Linked DNA regions of Mus musculus: regions 2, 3, 4 and 5 are each linked to region 1. Evidence: chromatin contacts called from public HiChIP or PLAC-seq and promoter capture Hi-C data. All regions are on one chromosome and are shown on one strand. The core of a region is the stretch at or near the end of the contact, and the rest is flanking DNA. Distances in the headings are between cores, read along the strand shown. Region 1 holds the start of Rpp25 (ribonuclease P/MRP 25 subunit). Region 2 holds the start of 4930461G14Rik (RIKEN cDNA 4930461G14 gene). Region 3 holds the start of Pml (promyelocytic leukemia). Region 4 holds the start of Islr2 (immunoglobulin superfamily containing leucine-rich repeat 2). Region 5 has its middle 27 kb from the start of Snx33.

Evidence for each region. Promoter capture Hi-C pulls out the DNA fragments that hold promoters and counts their contacts. HiChIP or PLAC-seq counts read pairs in DNA pulled down with a chosen protein or histone mark. Capture Hi-C pulls out chosen DNA fragments and counts their contacts.
Region 2: a contact with region 1 is called in an H3K4me3 HiChIP or PLAC-seq map of embryonic stem cells, with 8 times the contacts expected there. The contact joins the promoter of 4930461G14Rik here to the promoter of Rpp25 in region 1. A contact is called at or near these places in 2 of 115 datasets of contacts at active chromatin or transcription factors (embryonic stem cells and pancreatic cancer cells).
Region 3: a promoter capture Hi-C map of adipose tissue shows a contact between it and region 1. The contact joins the promoter of Pml here to the promoter of Rpp25 in region 1. A contact is called at or near these places in 2 of 39 promoter capture datasets (liver and pre-B cells), 2 of 115 datasets of contacts at active chromatin or transcription factors (large pre-B cells and pancreatic cancer cells) and 1 of 9 other capture datasets (adipose tissue).
Region 4: a contact with region 1 is called in a promoter capture Hi-C map of pre-B cells, with 2.5 times the contacts expected there. The contact joins the promoter of Islr2 here to the promoter of Rpp25 in region 1. A contact is called at or near these places in 1 of 39 promoter capture datasets (pre-B cells) and 2 of 115 datasets of contacts at active chromatin or transcription factors (embryonic stem cells and pancreatic cancer cells).
Region 5: an H3K27ac HiChIP or PLAC-seq map of trophoblast stem cells shows a contact between it and region 1, with 5 times the contacts expected there. The contact joins the enhancer-like site here to the promoter of Rpp25 in region 1. A contact is called at or near these places in 3 of 39 promoter capture datasets (cranial neural crest, hippocampal neurons and pre-B cells), 2 of 484 Hi-C or Micro-C datasets (CD4 T cells and regulatory T cells) and 5 of 115 datasets of contacts at active chromatin or transcription factors (astrocytes, embryonic stem cells, microglia and 2 more).

The regions. Positions count from the first base shown.
Region 1 is chr9:57,502,683-57,505,506 of GRCm38.p6, reverse strand. Rpp25 (ribonuclease P/MRP 25 subunit) reads right to left here and starts at 1,405. Exons shown (of 1, transcript NM_133982.1): 1 at 60-1,405. The coding sequence starts at 1,270. The coding sequence ends at 671.
Region 2 is chr9:58,453,734-58,456,557 of GRCm38.p6, reverse strand. 4930461G14Rik (RIKEN cDNA 4930461G14 gene) reads right to left here and starts at 1,385. Exons shown (of 3, transcript NR_040736.1): 1 at 1,202-1,385.
Region 3 is chr9:58,248,352-58,251,175 of GRCm38.p6, reverse strand. Pml (promyelocytic leukemia) reads left to right here and starts at 1,390. Exons shown (of 9, transcript NM_178087.4): 1 at 1,390-1,635. The coding sequence starts at 1,486.
Region 4 is chr9:58,200,816-58,203,639 of GRCm38.p6, reverse strand. It overlaps Islr2 (immunoglobulin superfamily containing leucine-rich repeat 2), which reads left to right and starts at 1,355. Exons shown (of 3, transcript NM_177193.5): 1 at 1,355-1,688; 2 at 2,268-2,360. It also overlaps the pseudogene 1600029O15Rik.
Region 5 is chr9:56,899,971-56,902,794 of GRCm38.p6, reverse strand. No RefSeq gene overlaps it. Among named protein-coding and RNA genes, the nearest start is that of Snx33, 27 kb to the left of the region's middle. Within about 2 kb of position 1,369, at least 77 of the 459 cell types and tissues checked have an H3K27ac peak or open chromatin away from gene starts, as enhancers often do. A contact at or near this core is called in embryonic stem cells, pancreatic cancer cells, pre-B cells and 2 more, where this site is marked.

The DNA of each region.
Region 1 (2,824 bases), core at 156-2,655:
TCTCTGCACAGGCGAGTGGGTAAGGAAAAAGAAAAAAAGAACAAAACTGAAGACAGAGCCATTTTCACGTTTGTTTTATTGGAAGCAAGACTCCAGCAGGACTCGGGGAGGAAGCATGGCAGATTTTGTCCTAAGTCCCCTCTCAGCCATCATGCAAGGCGGGTGGGGGAGGGATGCTAAAAGGGAATTGCTAGGGTGTGTGTGTGTGTGGGGGTGCAGAATAGGGTCCGGACATTTTCAACTTGGCCATCCTCAAGTAATCAGCTCCGTAGCTCCCGCTCTCAGTTAACAGCAAAGATGATTTTTAAAGCCTCAACTGTCAGCATCCATGCATACTGGGTGCTTTTAACGTCTGGGTCCCCAAGAAAGCTCAAGAGTCCCACTACCCACCATGCTTCCCTAAAAAAGACGGCCTAGCAAAGGTGTGGGTGGTGTTCTGTGGCTTCTGGTAACATGTCCCACAAAGTTTCCTTGGACTTCAAGGATCCTCTCTTCTCATTCCTGAGCTCTCTCCTGTCGCCTTGGGATCCGCGCTGTCATTCTGAGGACCGGTGTCCAGGAACATGGGCCCCTTAAAACCCAGGTATGAAAGGTGCGTGTGTTGAAAGGTATGCAGGAGTGTTGAAGATATATGATTCAGTCGGTCTGGGTGGCTCAGAGGCGAGAATTCTCAGGCGGTCCTGTCCTCATTCTCAGCCTCTGGCTCAGGCTGAGACCGCTTAGCGGTGCCTTCTTCAGCAGCAGATTCCCCCAGGCTCCTCTTGGACGTCGACACCGTAGGAGGGGACGAAGGACCAGGACTGAGGTTCGGAGGCTGGTAGCCAAGTTGTCGTGGATCCAGTGCGTCCTTTGAAAGTAGGATGGCGAGGCTCGGTACATTCTTAAGTACACTGAGACTGGCGGCCGGATCGCTGGGCGTCTGACCCGGTGTGGGCCCAGGCGGGAGGCTCTGCCACACCTCGCGCACGCTCCGGTAGCGCAGCCGCGTGACCTGGTGTAAGCCCGCCAGGCGGCGCTTGAGAATCTCGGCGCACGTGACGGTCTTGGTGGTGGCCCGGCCGCAGCCACTGAAGACGATGGCGCGCGTGGCTGGCTGCGCCATGCTGGCGGTGGCGAAGGCCAGTAGGTTGCGGATCTTGCTGCCCTCCTTGACCCGCATGTGTACAGCACCGGGTGCCAGATCTGCAAAAGGGCCAGAGTTCGGGCTGCCACCCTCATCACCGTCCCCCGCCGGCGCCTCCTCCGAGCGCACCTTACGGAAGTTCTCCATGCGCCGTCGTCGCTGGGATCGCAGGTTTTGCCATGGGGCCGCCTCAAGCCCGGGGCTGCATGGCCGCGGGTCGTGCCGGGCGAGAGCTGGCAGGGATTGGGGTGCCGGCGCCGAGTGAAGGTTGGAGGGTGGGCTGGGAACGTGCAGTCTTCAGCCCAGACTTCTACAGGGTAGTGATGTTCTACTCTGCGCCCTCGGCACCTTGTGCTCCGCGCCTTTAGCAGAAGCTCCGCCTGGGAGCCAGATAGGACCCGCCCCTTCGCCCAGGACCCGCCCCAACTCTGCGTGACTTGTCCCAGTCCCTCCAGCCTTTGGGATCCAGCGCTGGAGCTCAGCGGCTGGGGTCACAGAGCCACGGGTGATTTGGGAGGTGAAGTTCTCCGAAGTCACCATCTGTTCTCCCTGAACCAGACCTTATGCAGGAACAACCTAAATAAATACTATGCTTAAGGTTCAAATGCCGACTCAAGCCTGGTCCCTGAGCCCTGCGGGGTTCCAGCGCAAGGGCATCCCTAGACCCCTCCTAGGTAAGAGATCTCCAAACCACCTTTTGGGGCTTCGCTACTCCACCCCTCCAGGGACCTCCCTCCCGTTCTCTTACTATATTTTTGCGTCAAGGGCAGCCAGTGCATGGTCAGCAGAGAGTGGGAGGCGTTGGCTGCGGCTGCACGCAGCGCCTTCCCTGGGCTGGGACCGCTACGTCGTGGCCTGGTCCTTGCGTAGCTGCTTAGAGAGACACTAAGCTTTGCTCCTCCTGATCATACCTCCAGGCTCCCGGCACCTATGCACCTCTGAAATGCAGGAAGTGATGCGTTGGGCCAGCCTAAAGTGAATGGGGAACAGGAGACCATTTCTTCCAAGGCGTTAAATTCTTATATTCATGCCTGAAAGTCCTTTACTGGAGCTGCATACATGTTTATGAGCGTGGCTCAGCCCGAGCTAACGCCGGATTCCTGACTTCCAATTCCAGGTGGAATTCCTTGCCAGTCAGCCTTGGCCTCTAGAAATCCAGAGGGTTGTTTTTGTTAAAAGGAGACTGAGAGAAGACAGGTTTTAAGAGGTGGGAGGCAGGGTGGAGTGCCTTGGCGGAATGTGTGTGTGTGGGGGCGGGTACTTGCAAACTCTGGGAACTCCACTGAATCTGAGCAGAGGCTCGGGCTCTGCTGCGAGGTGAGGTGGGCAGTAGAAAGATGAGGTCTGATCAAAGCAAGACTGTTTAATAAGGAGTGACCCTGGCCTGGGGCCACGCCCTCAATATTCAATCCCGTTTCCATGGAAAGGCAGGGAGGGAATCAGACAGACGTGGGAAGCACCGGGAAGGAAGACGCACTGAGGACTGTAAGGAACGGTGTTCTCAAAGTATCAGCAAGATGGTGTTTGGATGAGCACAGCATCAGTCTAGGGGGAGAGCTGCCCGGCCCTCCTCTTCCTCTTTGCTATCTGTGACAATTCTCAGCCCCTCAGCTCAGAACAACGAGCTTATATCTCATCTCTTCTTGGAGTGTGGCTGCAGCAGCTGGACTTTTTATTTTTTATTTTTACCTCAAGTGTGAG
Region 2 (2,824 bases), core at 136-2,635, 950 kb before region 1:
TATCCTCCACATCATAGTTTCCTGATCAGTAAAGTGAGGCTTGAAACCACATCTCAGGATTGTGGCATGAATTTTAAAAAGAGAGCCACACCGAGGATAATGTATGTAAAATTCCTAACATGATGCCTGGCAAGGGGCAGCTCCCAACCACTAGCTGTAATGATGGTTACTATTACTAATCCCGTTGGGCAGTGCTTCTCCACCTTTGAAAACTCTAGGTTCCTTTGTGAGAGGCACACAGGTCTCAAACCCCTGCCTTCTTCCACACAGGATTTAAAAAGAAATAAAGGCTGGAGGGGTGGGGAGACATTTCAAGAACTTACAAGAGAGCTTCCCAAATACAGGGATGGCTCCGGGTGGGCTGGGATGGGGAAGGTGTTCTGGGCTGCATTTCTGAGTGTGGTCCCGAGGCTCGGAGCAACCACTTGGGTAGGACTCCCCTCTTTCCCAGGCTACCCGCAGTGTGTGTTGGATCCCCGCCCAGCCTCGCAGCTCAGGCCGCAGTGACTTTGAGCCAAGAACAGAGGAAGCTCTTTCGAATACAAATACCTTTGGACCCTCAGATCCCAGCCGGCGCGCCATTCTCATGCTAATGAATGGGGCTCCAGTTCAGGTGGTTTTGAAGGGGAAATTGCCAACACAGTTACCCAGCCCAGCCTGCTGCGTTTCTCCTCTGCCAGGACTAAGACCTCGGGGATCATTTTTAGCACGGCCTCCAGTACCAGCACCAGCTCTACCCCAGTGACTCTATAGTTCTGCAAGTCTCATGACTGGCTGGGCTCCATTATTTGGGGTTTATGAACTGAACAGATCCTTCTAAATCAATGTAATAATTCACGTGACAGTGATAGCTGCCATTCACACACCTACTCTCCAGTCAGGGTGTTTGGGAGTGTGCTCAGAGCACTGGGTCCGTCATTGTTCCGTCTGCAGCAGTGAGGCCCAGAAAGTAAGGCAAAGTGCTCCAGACCTTGCCACTGTGGTGCCAGGCTCCAAAGTCAGATGTTGTATAGGGCTACACCTGTAGGACATAGGCCTTGATCATAGGTCACATCACCCTATGATCATCAGTTTGGGGTTTCTGGGCCTGTAAATATTCCCCCACTGAAGCCCCATTTCATTTTTCTGTTGTCTTATCATTGCCCTCTCCCCTTTTATCCAGACCTGGACAATACCTGTTTTAACTCAATGAACTACTCACCCTTCAAGGCCTAAGTCACTTGTACCAGCTCTGCTACATAAAGCTGTCCAAGCAAGCTCTCTTCATTCTGTCTCCACTGTTCAGATCTTTAGGATAGTCCTCAGGTGTGGTCCTGTCCCCTTCTGGGCTGGGAAGTACTTGAGGGAGAGTACCTGCCTAGTTCATCTCCACAATGCCAATGCCTGGCACTGAAGAGGTCAACTCAGGAACTTTGGAAAATTCCATCTCCTCTCCTGGAAGAGAAAGGTCATAGAGGACTTAGGCACCACCCCCTCCGGAAGGGAGGGGCTAATTACATTCCTCAGACAAGGTGGGGGGAGGGAGGAACCAACCATCAGCCACTTGCGGGTATGGGAAGTCCTGAGCACATAGACACATTCTGTGACCATTGGCCACCTATAGACAAGGGAAGTCCTTGCCACCTCATTCCCTAAAGACCAATCAGTTTAAAAGTCGCACTGTTCTGCCAATCACAATGTGCGCAATGGCTGCGGCTCTGAAAACTGTATAAAAACTTACCGAATGGGCTGTGCAGAGTCCTTGTTCTCTCTTCTTCTTGTGCAGGGTGACCCCAGCATGCTGGAACAATAAAATTCCTCTTGTTTTTGCAACGATTCCCGGCTCAGCGTTGTTCACTGTGTGTGTGTTGGGGGCAAAGGTGTGTGTGGGGGGGAAATCTCTCACCAGAGTCTTACATTATTGGGCCTGGTAATCAGCTTCGAGAATGTTTCCAGGATGAGCCATTGACTAAAAGGGATGGTTCCAGTGGAGAAGGCTCTGGGCACTGAAGGGGGCACTGAAGCAAAAGTGTCATGAGCTCTTGGCATCATGAAGCTCCACACCTTGGCTTCACTCTCCCATCTGTGCTGGCAGTGTCTCCTCCAGAGCGTCCTAAGACAGGTCACTTTGTACCTCAGGGCCTTGACTAAGGCCAAGGAAAACTTGACTCAAAAGTGACTTCAGCCTAGATAGGCAGGGTACCAGCATTGCATTTGACACCCGTCTCCTACCAAGGTATGGGGAATGTGGCTGGTGGGTCACTGCCTCCTGCCTTTGGGGGGCTGCGTGGTTTTGGAGAGAGCATGTATACTTCTATTCAAGAGCAGCCAGACCTCTAGGTAATCAGGCTCTAAGCCACATCCCAGCTCAGATCAAAGGCAGCCAGACTATCGTCAGTTCACATGAGTCACACATTAGCCAAGCATCATGGGAGAGTGATCTTCCCCGTGAAGCCTCAGTCACAAATGCCCTGCTCCCCCACCTCTGCTACGAAGCCCAGACATATTAACTAAGCCTGCTTCCTTGAGATGCAAGACCTTCCACCCCCAGACACCTTCAAAAGGAGACATGTTCCTTGGCTGATGAGATGGAAACTCTCTCAGACTCTGTCCCCCAGTGGCATCTGCAGCACTGATAAGGCTCTACCCTACAGGACAGTGTGACTCAGCCTCTCCTCCTCCCTCTCTTCTCTTTCTGCCTAAAATCTAATACTCCTCAGATGACTTCTGAATGGACTTCCCCCTCCACCTTGGCAATGGCTAGGTTGCACACTCTCTCAACTCCTTCTTGAATTTTCCACCCCATCCTGGACTTAGTAGAGACTAGAGAAGAGCCTTGTAGAGA
Region 3 (2,824 bases), core at 141-2,640, 750 kb before region 1:
AAATATTTGTACACAATATAACTGATCTTGGCCTAATTTTTTAAAATATTTACTCAAAATATTTATATGAGTACACTGTAGCTGTTTTCAGACACACCAGAAGAGGGAATCAGATTCTATTACAGATGCTTGTGAGCCACCATGTGGCTGCTGGGAATTGAACTCAGGACCTCAGGAAGAACAGTCAGTGCTCTTAACCGCTGAGCCATCTCTCCAGCCCTTGATGGGCTAATTTTAAAGGCCAAGGGATACTGGTCAGCTTAGATGTATGGCCTCCACAGTCTCCAGGATGTTGGGTCTCCCTTTAGAACCCATCTCACCACAACTCTAAGTTTACAAAAGCAGGAACCTGTTACCATCCCTTTTAATCAGTTTCACATAGGAACAGAGAATAGGCACATAGGGGCCAGAAAAGTGGGTGGGAACAGACTGAAGTTAGAAGCCAAAGGCACTGGCCAATGAGAGTGTCAGCAGGTGTGTGTTTTCCTCACCCACTAGTTTCTGGATTGCTTTTTCTTGGTCAAAAAGCTAACTTTGTATCTCTTGTTTTCTTCACCACTGCTGGCCAGCTCTCCCCTTGCCTCCCTGTTGTCTACCTCTGTACGATGCACAGTCATCAGACCCATTCAACGCTGTTCTGTCACCACGGTCCTTCCACTGACTCAGAACTAACTCTGTGTCCCACAGTTACTTCTCATAGGCCACCTGCCTCAAGGTCATTCAAGAGACGCAGCTGACACGCTGTAAGAAACCCTTCACCAACTCTCAGATCATATGTAGAATCGGTCCATTTCTCACCGTATGATTCATCTCATCTTCTCTGGTATCACTTCGCAGGAGCCCCATCTTAAATCTGAAAATGGCCCTGACTACTTCCCAAACTGGCTCTCCTGTTTCAGACCTCCACTCCTTTCCAAGTGTTTGTCTCTCTTTAAAATGTCTGAGCAGCTCTGAATTCCTGGTCATTTTCTATCTCATGCTCCATTCTCAGCTGAGGGATGCCTTTCCAGGCAAACCCATCCCAGTACTGAGTCGAAGTCTCCACTAGGGTGCACTTGGGAGGCTCTCTCAAAGAGGAGTTTATTTCTCTACCTGGCTTTTAACTAGAAAGACATATAGCTGTGGAATGAGTCCAATAGCTCACAGACAGGGAAAAGCCTGTCAGCTCTGTTTCTCTCCTGGTGTGCATGCTGCGTACGTGGCCGGATCTTTCCTTGTTCTGCTAATGAGCCATGCCCGCATGCCGGGCTTGTTTACTTGCTTGTTTGGTTAACCTTTCTGACTCTACCAGAGTTACTTCCATAGCTCCCTAGTCTTTCTCTTAACTTTGGAAGGGAGATTATAGAACCAGCCTCTCCGCCCCTAGACCCGCCCAGCCCTGTCTCACTTCCTCTCGGGAGGCGGGCTCTCCTCGGGCAATCTCTCGCTCAGTTTTCTGGCTCAGATCTGAGACCCATTTCCCGCCTTCACAGACCTAATCAAGAAATGGAAACTGAACCAGTTTCCGTGCAGAAGGTACCTGCACCCCCTGGATCTCCCTGTCGACAACAGGACTCTGCCCTGACCCCCACGCCCACCATGCCTCCCCCAGAGGAACCCTCCGAAGACTATGAACACAGCCAAAGCCCTGCAGAGGTACTACTGGGTTAGAAGGTGTAGGGCTATTAGGTTTTTTTATTCGTTTACTTTGGTCGAGGAGTTGAGGATGAAGAAGGTCGTTATAGAGAAGTAAGTTAATGGGTTAGTGTCCTAAAGAGACACCAAGGTCCTGACCCTCCTGGCTGGGCAGAGGTAGAACTGATAGCCTAGAGTAAAATAGGAACAGGGGCCCGGCGGTGTGGGGCACACCTCTAATCCCAACACTTGGGAGGCAGAGGCAGGTGGATTTCTGAGTTCAAGGCCAGCCTGGTCTCTACAGAGTGAGTTCCAGGACAGCCAGGGCTACACAGAGAAACCCTGTCTAAAAAAAAAAAAAAAAAAACCGGGATGAGTTGGATTGTAACTGGGGATAGTTGGATTGTAACTCCTACTCCCTGAAGCCTTGCCTGAAGCGCCTACCTCAGATGAAAGACTATAGTCCTGTGGAAGGCCTGGCCAGGAGTCTTATTTGCTCTGGCCTGGAGCTAAAGGCATGTCCCAGACTTGGCAAAACTATAGTCGCCCTCCCTGACCCCCACACCAACACTTCCCGTTTTTCAGCTGTGGTTGCACATCCCAGGAGCAATAGTGCTTGGGATGGTAGGGCTGGAGGGAGGATGACAAGTTCCAGGCCAGCCTAGGCCACAAAGAGAGTTCAAGACCGCTGAGGGCATCACAGCAAGACCTGTTTCAAAACAAAACAAACAAACAGACAGAACCTGGCTCAGACCAAAGTGCCTGCTAAGACCAACAGGATTCACACAGCTGCTTTCTCTTTTGATTTTCATCAATTTATTTTATGTGTATGAGGTTTAGGGATTTATTTTATTTTATCTTTTGGAACACAGGGTCTCACTCTGTAGCCTTGGCCGGGCTGGAGCTTGCTTTGTAAGCCAGGCTGGTCTCAAATTCATAGAAACCACCTGCCTGCCTTCTGAGCTCTGGGATTAATGTATGCGCCACCAAGCTCATTTTCCTAAGGAAGCCTAGTTCATGGCCTTCCTGGGAGTATTGCCTCAACCTTCCATACTCACCCTGGAAGGAACTACCTCCATCCCATTATTCTTCACTCATTTTTCCCTTCACAAAAAACACAAATAAGGTCACATTGCCCTAACTTTTTATTATTAGCATTATATAGCTAAGGATTAAAAATACTAGTTGACATTTATGGGTACTTCTCTCT
Region 4 (2,824 bases), core at 106-2,605, 700 kb before region 1:
AGAAGTCGGTATCGGGCGGCTATTCCAAATCTCTGAGGCCTTGTCCCAGGTTAGAGCCTTGTGCTGGACGGCCTCAGACGTACAGGATTCCAGGCAGGGAGGAGTCAGAGTTCTCATCTCCTCTCCCTTCTCAAAGACATCTTCCCTGGATCGCTCAAGCACCCTCTCCTGGTTCGGTCTGTGGGGTTTCCAGGCCCGAGCAGGTGTGAAGTTCTAGATTCCGAACTTGGCTGAGTTTGTGGGGGTCCCATCAGCCCGTAGCCAGGAGTAGGAAAGAGGGAGGGACCAAAGTGAGCACACACCAGTGTGTTCATATTTAATTTACAAAGGAGCCTCAGAAACCCTGCCGGGTGGTCCCTTTAGATGCAGCGTTCTTCCTGCATCTCTCTGCGCCCCCCTCCCTAGCTCATTAAAATGCTTAACACTCAAATCGGGGTATTGATCTCTGCAGAGGCCCCAAACACACTGCCATCCAACCAAGACAGAAGACTGACTCTGATGAGGGCTGGGAGACCCCAGCACCCCAGTATTACAGTGTATATGAAAGAGAAGGAGGGGACTCTCTACACATCTCTCAAAATCTATGCCCCCTTACCAGTTCTGGCTAGCAGCTCTGTCTCCTGGGATGCCATAGGCGGGGGAGTGAGATGATGCATTTTAGTCAAATCCCTAGACATCCCTTGAAATTCTCCTGCTCATCGCTAAAAGAAATGTCCAGGGTTTGCCAAAGAGAACAGCGAGTCCCGAGTCTGCTGAGGCCAGCTGTTACATGAGGGTGTGAGATGGCAGGGCGGTGGCTGCTGCCTAGGCTTTCACAGTGTGTGTGTGTGTGGGGGGGGTGCGAGCATGCAGGGGTTGATGGCCAGCTTGCTAGAGATGCTGAGAGGATACTGAGGAGCGGGGTGGTGGTGCAGGAAATGCTCAGGGGTTGTAAGTCCCTAGTCCACAGCACTCAAGAGGAGCAAACGGTTTTTGTAACTATCCTGGTCCCTGTAGCCACTATTAGTGGGCAACCTTGGTGTCCTGTTAGCCCGCAGCAAGCAAGGGCAGAGTGAGACACTTGGGTGAGTTCAACCTAATGTTTTAGGAGCTCAGAAGACACCCACTCCACTGTGAGCACTAGGTAGCCCACGGGCAGTGGAGTGCACGCGCTGGTTTTGCCACAAAAGACCTGAGCGTGGAGTTCAGGCTCAAGAGGCTGAGCAGGGTCTGCGATGGGCTGGGGAGGTGGGCGTCTCCTCTCCGCGCACCCTGCAGGGCTGCGCCTACTAATCTGGCGAATTAGTCTGGCGGTGATTGGGGGTGGAGGGGAACCAGGATTTGTATCTGCCCAGATCCAGGCAAAATATGACAGAGAGGGTGAGGCGTTCTGCTAACACTATCAATTATGCATCGTGTTGAACGAAGCTTCGGGGAGGGGGAGGCTAGCAGGCGGCAGGAGGAAAAGGGTCCGGGAGAGCCAGGCAGCGCAGTTCAGCAGGTCCCACTGGAGGTCTTTCTGCGCCACTGCTTGCTTTGGAGAGGGGGGAAAAAAGTGTTTAAAGGCAAAGACACGCCCCTCCAGTCCTATGCTTTTCTTTCTCCCAAATTCCTCAAAGATGGTTTGTCTCACGTGTTGCGGGGCGTAGAACGGCTCGCATTCAATTAGAAGCGAAGCTCGCGGGCGCTGGCGGGACGGGCGCGTGAGGGTGAGTGAGCGTGGATATTTGTGTGCGCGCAAAAGAGAACGGTGAGTGTTTGAGTGAAGGTGTGCTTGTGAAAATGTGTGTGAAAGTAGGGAGAACTTAGCGCGTTGACGCGATTATTACATGTTGACGAGTAGTTCTAACCTGTGAAAGTCATGTGAAGATGTGTGTGTGTGTGTGTGTGTGTGTGTGTGTGTGTTGGGGAGGGGTTTGGAGACATAAGGAGGAATAGTGACAATGTCATCGAATGTGTAAATGTGGGGAGAAGTAGAAAATGGGTGCTAGGGGTACGGTGGGCTGGAAAGGGCGGAGCCTTGGGCTATGGGCGTATGGAGCCCCTTGAGACCGACAGGTCTCAGCCTGAGGTGAGTAGAGGATCTCTATGGCTTTAACAAATGTAAACGCAGCACGAGGTGGGAGACTGTGCGCGTTCCCGCCGAGCACGGGGGCGCGCGACCGCTCTCAAACCTGCAATCCTGGAGAAGTAGGGCGAACAGATAAGGAAAGAAAAAAATTGAAGTAGGACTTTGGGGCCAAGGGGAGTTCTTTCAATGCACTCCCCCTTTCTCCCCACCGCCACAGCAACAGATGCCAGAAGCTCCCTTAGACTGTCACCTGAGTCTGGAGACCGGCTCGCAGCCCCACAGCATCACACTGCAAGTCAGAGAGCAGCAGGTAAGCAGTGGAAGGGCCCCACAACCTCAGTCCACAGGGTCGATCCAGCCTAGTCAGGGTTGGGTGGCTGTCTGGGAGGAACAGGGAAGGGAGGTGCCTCCTTTAGGAGCAAAAGCAAGAAGGGACCCGCTAATCTCAGAGACAGGGTGTAGGAGAGGGTCTTCCAAGACTGACAGGACCCTCAAGTTGGGGCAGGGAGTCTGTGTTAATATATTTGTATGTCTAGAGACAGGGGATGCACTCAGGCGTCTTAAGGCTCTAGAGGGAAGTATAGAACCTTGGACTGTCTCCAGGCTTATTAGCTAGAGACTGTTCCCTAAAAACCTGTGGGCAGAGGGATTCGCCTGGGCTCTGTGAATCCAAAGAGGAAGCTTTATTGACTGTTTCCACAACATGCCTGCTCTAGTCAGGGGGTAGGATTTTCTTCTCAGAGGAAAGCATGGTTGAGCAGTTGTGACTTCCTG
Region 5 (2,824 bases), core at 120-2,619, 600 kb after region 1:
TTTTTTAAAGATTTATTTATTTATTATATGTAAGTACATTGTAGCTGTCTTCAGACACTCCAGAAGAGGGAGTCAGATCTCTTTACGGATGGTTGTGAGCCACCATGTGGTTGCTGGGATTTGAACTCTGGACCTTCGGAAGAGCAGTCGGGTGCTCTTACCCACTGAGCCATCTCACCAGCCCTCCTCCTTCTTTTAAAAAAATTTTTTTTTGAGACAAGATTTTTCTGTGTAGCCCTATTTGTCTTGCTGTCTTGGCACTCTCTCTGTAGACCAGGCTGGCCTTGAACTCAGAGTTCCATCTGCCTTTGCCTCTCAAGTGCTGGGATTAAAGGCTTGCACTACCACCAAATGGCTTTCTCTTTTCAACGATGTTTGTATAGGTCCTTTAATGGGTAGAATGTCCTGACCCTGTAGCTCCTAGGCCTTTGGGAGGGCCACAGGCAAAGGGCACATGCTTCCAAAGCTGGTATACATTTTTCATAGGTTGCATATTATCTAGACAAGTACTGATCTCTGCGCTGTGTGTCCAAATGTTATGAGAAAACCCATGTTCACATATATAACCATGTGTGTTTGTGTAGGTATATATATAAAAAAAAAGAGGGTGATGTTTTCAACATCATAAACATTGGTTACAGATCAAGTTCCTATCTATTTCCAGAGCCTAGGAAGAACAAGCTCCTTAGGAAAGGAAAGATGATGTAGTTGTCTTTTTTTGTTTGTTTGCTTTTTGTTTGCTTGTTTGTTTTTCGAGACAGGGTTTCTCTGTGTAGCCCTGTCTGTCCTGGAACTCACTTTGTAGACCAGGCTGGCCTCAAACTCAGAAATCCACCTGCCTCTGCCTCCTGAGTGCTGGGATTAAAGGCGTGCGCCACCACGCCCGGCTGTTTGTTTTAAAGGTTTAATTTTTAAGCATACATGCCTACATGTATGTTTGTGTGCCATGTGTGTGCCTGGTGCCCACAGAGGCCACAGGGGAGTGTTGGATCCCCAGAACTGGACTTACAGTTAGCTGTGAGCCACCATGTGGGTGTTGGGGTTCAGACTTGGCTCTCATAACCACTGAAACATCTCTCCAGCCCTGCATCCTACCAGTAAGCTTTATCTCCAGCTTCTGTGAACTATTTAGTAGAGGGGAAGGAACCCTGCCCTTAAGTTTTAGGAGTATATTTGAAAGGGTTTCACACACACACACACACACACACACACACACACACACACACACACACACGCTCGGCTGTGTCGTGAAAGACTCAGGTCCCAGCACGGCTGTGGGCACAATGTCTGGGTACCAGCTTACCACCTAGCCCAGGCTCGGAGCAGCAGAGCAGTGTCAGCCTGTGCCAGTGCCTGGGGGCAGGGCAGGGCAGGGCAGGCTGTGTGAATAGAGGGTGTTGTCAGTCCTCTAGGGGAAACAGGAGATGAGGGCAGATCCTGCCTGGCAGGTTTGTCACCCACATCTCTGCTTACACTTTCAGGGACGCTCCTTACTCTGGGTGGAGACTGGCTCATGGTAGCAAGGCCCTGAGGAGCCAGCCTTAACTTCCTGGGAGTGGCAAGGTGGAGCTGTGAGTGTTATACGGGGATGTTCTTGGTCTTCGAGAGCAGAGACATCACATTTATAAAAAGGAAACTAGTGTTGGCAGTTTAAGACACAGAGTATTTCTGGAGGCTATATTCTGGGGAGGTACAAGGCAGAGGGGTGGGAAATGATTTTTCACGGCAGTGTTCTCAGTGCGGCACCACCGAAGCCTTGCTGGGTCTCATCTATCGTTACTCTGTTGTGTGGCTCTAGTTGGGTCTCATACCCTCTCTGATTCTGTCTCCCTGTCCCTCCTGTCCCTCTGGAGATCTTTTTGTTGGTAATCCACCTGGTTCCAAGTTTCCTGCCTGACGTCTCTGAGAGGGGGCCGGATGTTAAAATGAACACGATGCCGTGAGAGAGTGTTGTCTGGAGGCAGGCAGGGTGGTGAGCAGGAGCGAGGCTCAAATGTTACAGATACTGGGGACACGTGCAGAGGAAACCCTAGCCCCCAGAGCAGGTCAGCTGCCAAAGGCTGCTTTCTGCCCTTCACCTCTAACTTCCTGTTCTTAGGCCTCGTGGAGTCCCACGGTTTCCCAGAGCACAGAAACCTACTGCCTCCTCCCTTTTGCTCAGACAGGATCTCTGAGAGCCGGATTGGCCTTCAATTTTTTTAGGGTCAAGAATGACTTTGGGGTTGGAGAAATGGCTCAGCTGTTAAGAGCACAGACTGTTCTTCCAGAGGTCCTGAGTTCAACTCCCAGTAACCACATGGTGGCTCACAATCTTCTGTAATGGGGTTTGATGCCCTCTTCTGGTGTGTCTGAAGAGAGCAATGGTGTATTCATATACAAAAAAAAAGTAATCTTAAAAAGACTTTGAACTCATTCTTATGCTCCTGCCTCCTAAGTACTGGGATTATAAGCAAGAGACATCAATTCAGCTTATGTTTCTTTTCTAATGACTTCAGCCCATTTTCAAGACCAGATAATTCCCTGGGCCAGAGTTTGCTTCCATTGCCCCTGATCTTGCATCATCCTCTTGTAGGAAGGGCCAGAGGATTCTATTTGCCTTGTGGCTCACATAATGGCCTTTCTTTTGGAGACCTGGGATCTCATGACCCATTGCTAGCTGAATGATCTGCTCTAGGGGGTATGACTTTCCTGTGTCTGCATTGGTTCCCCTCCTTTAGAGAAATACCTGGGTTCTCCTACTGAAGGACGGAGATTGTAAAATGTTCCACACAAAAGTCTGCCTGTCCAATCTTCCCTTTATGCACTGTGTCCCCAACTTTGACAC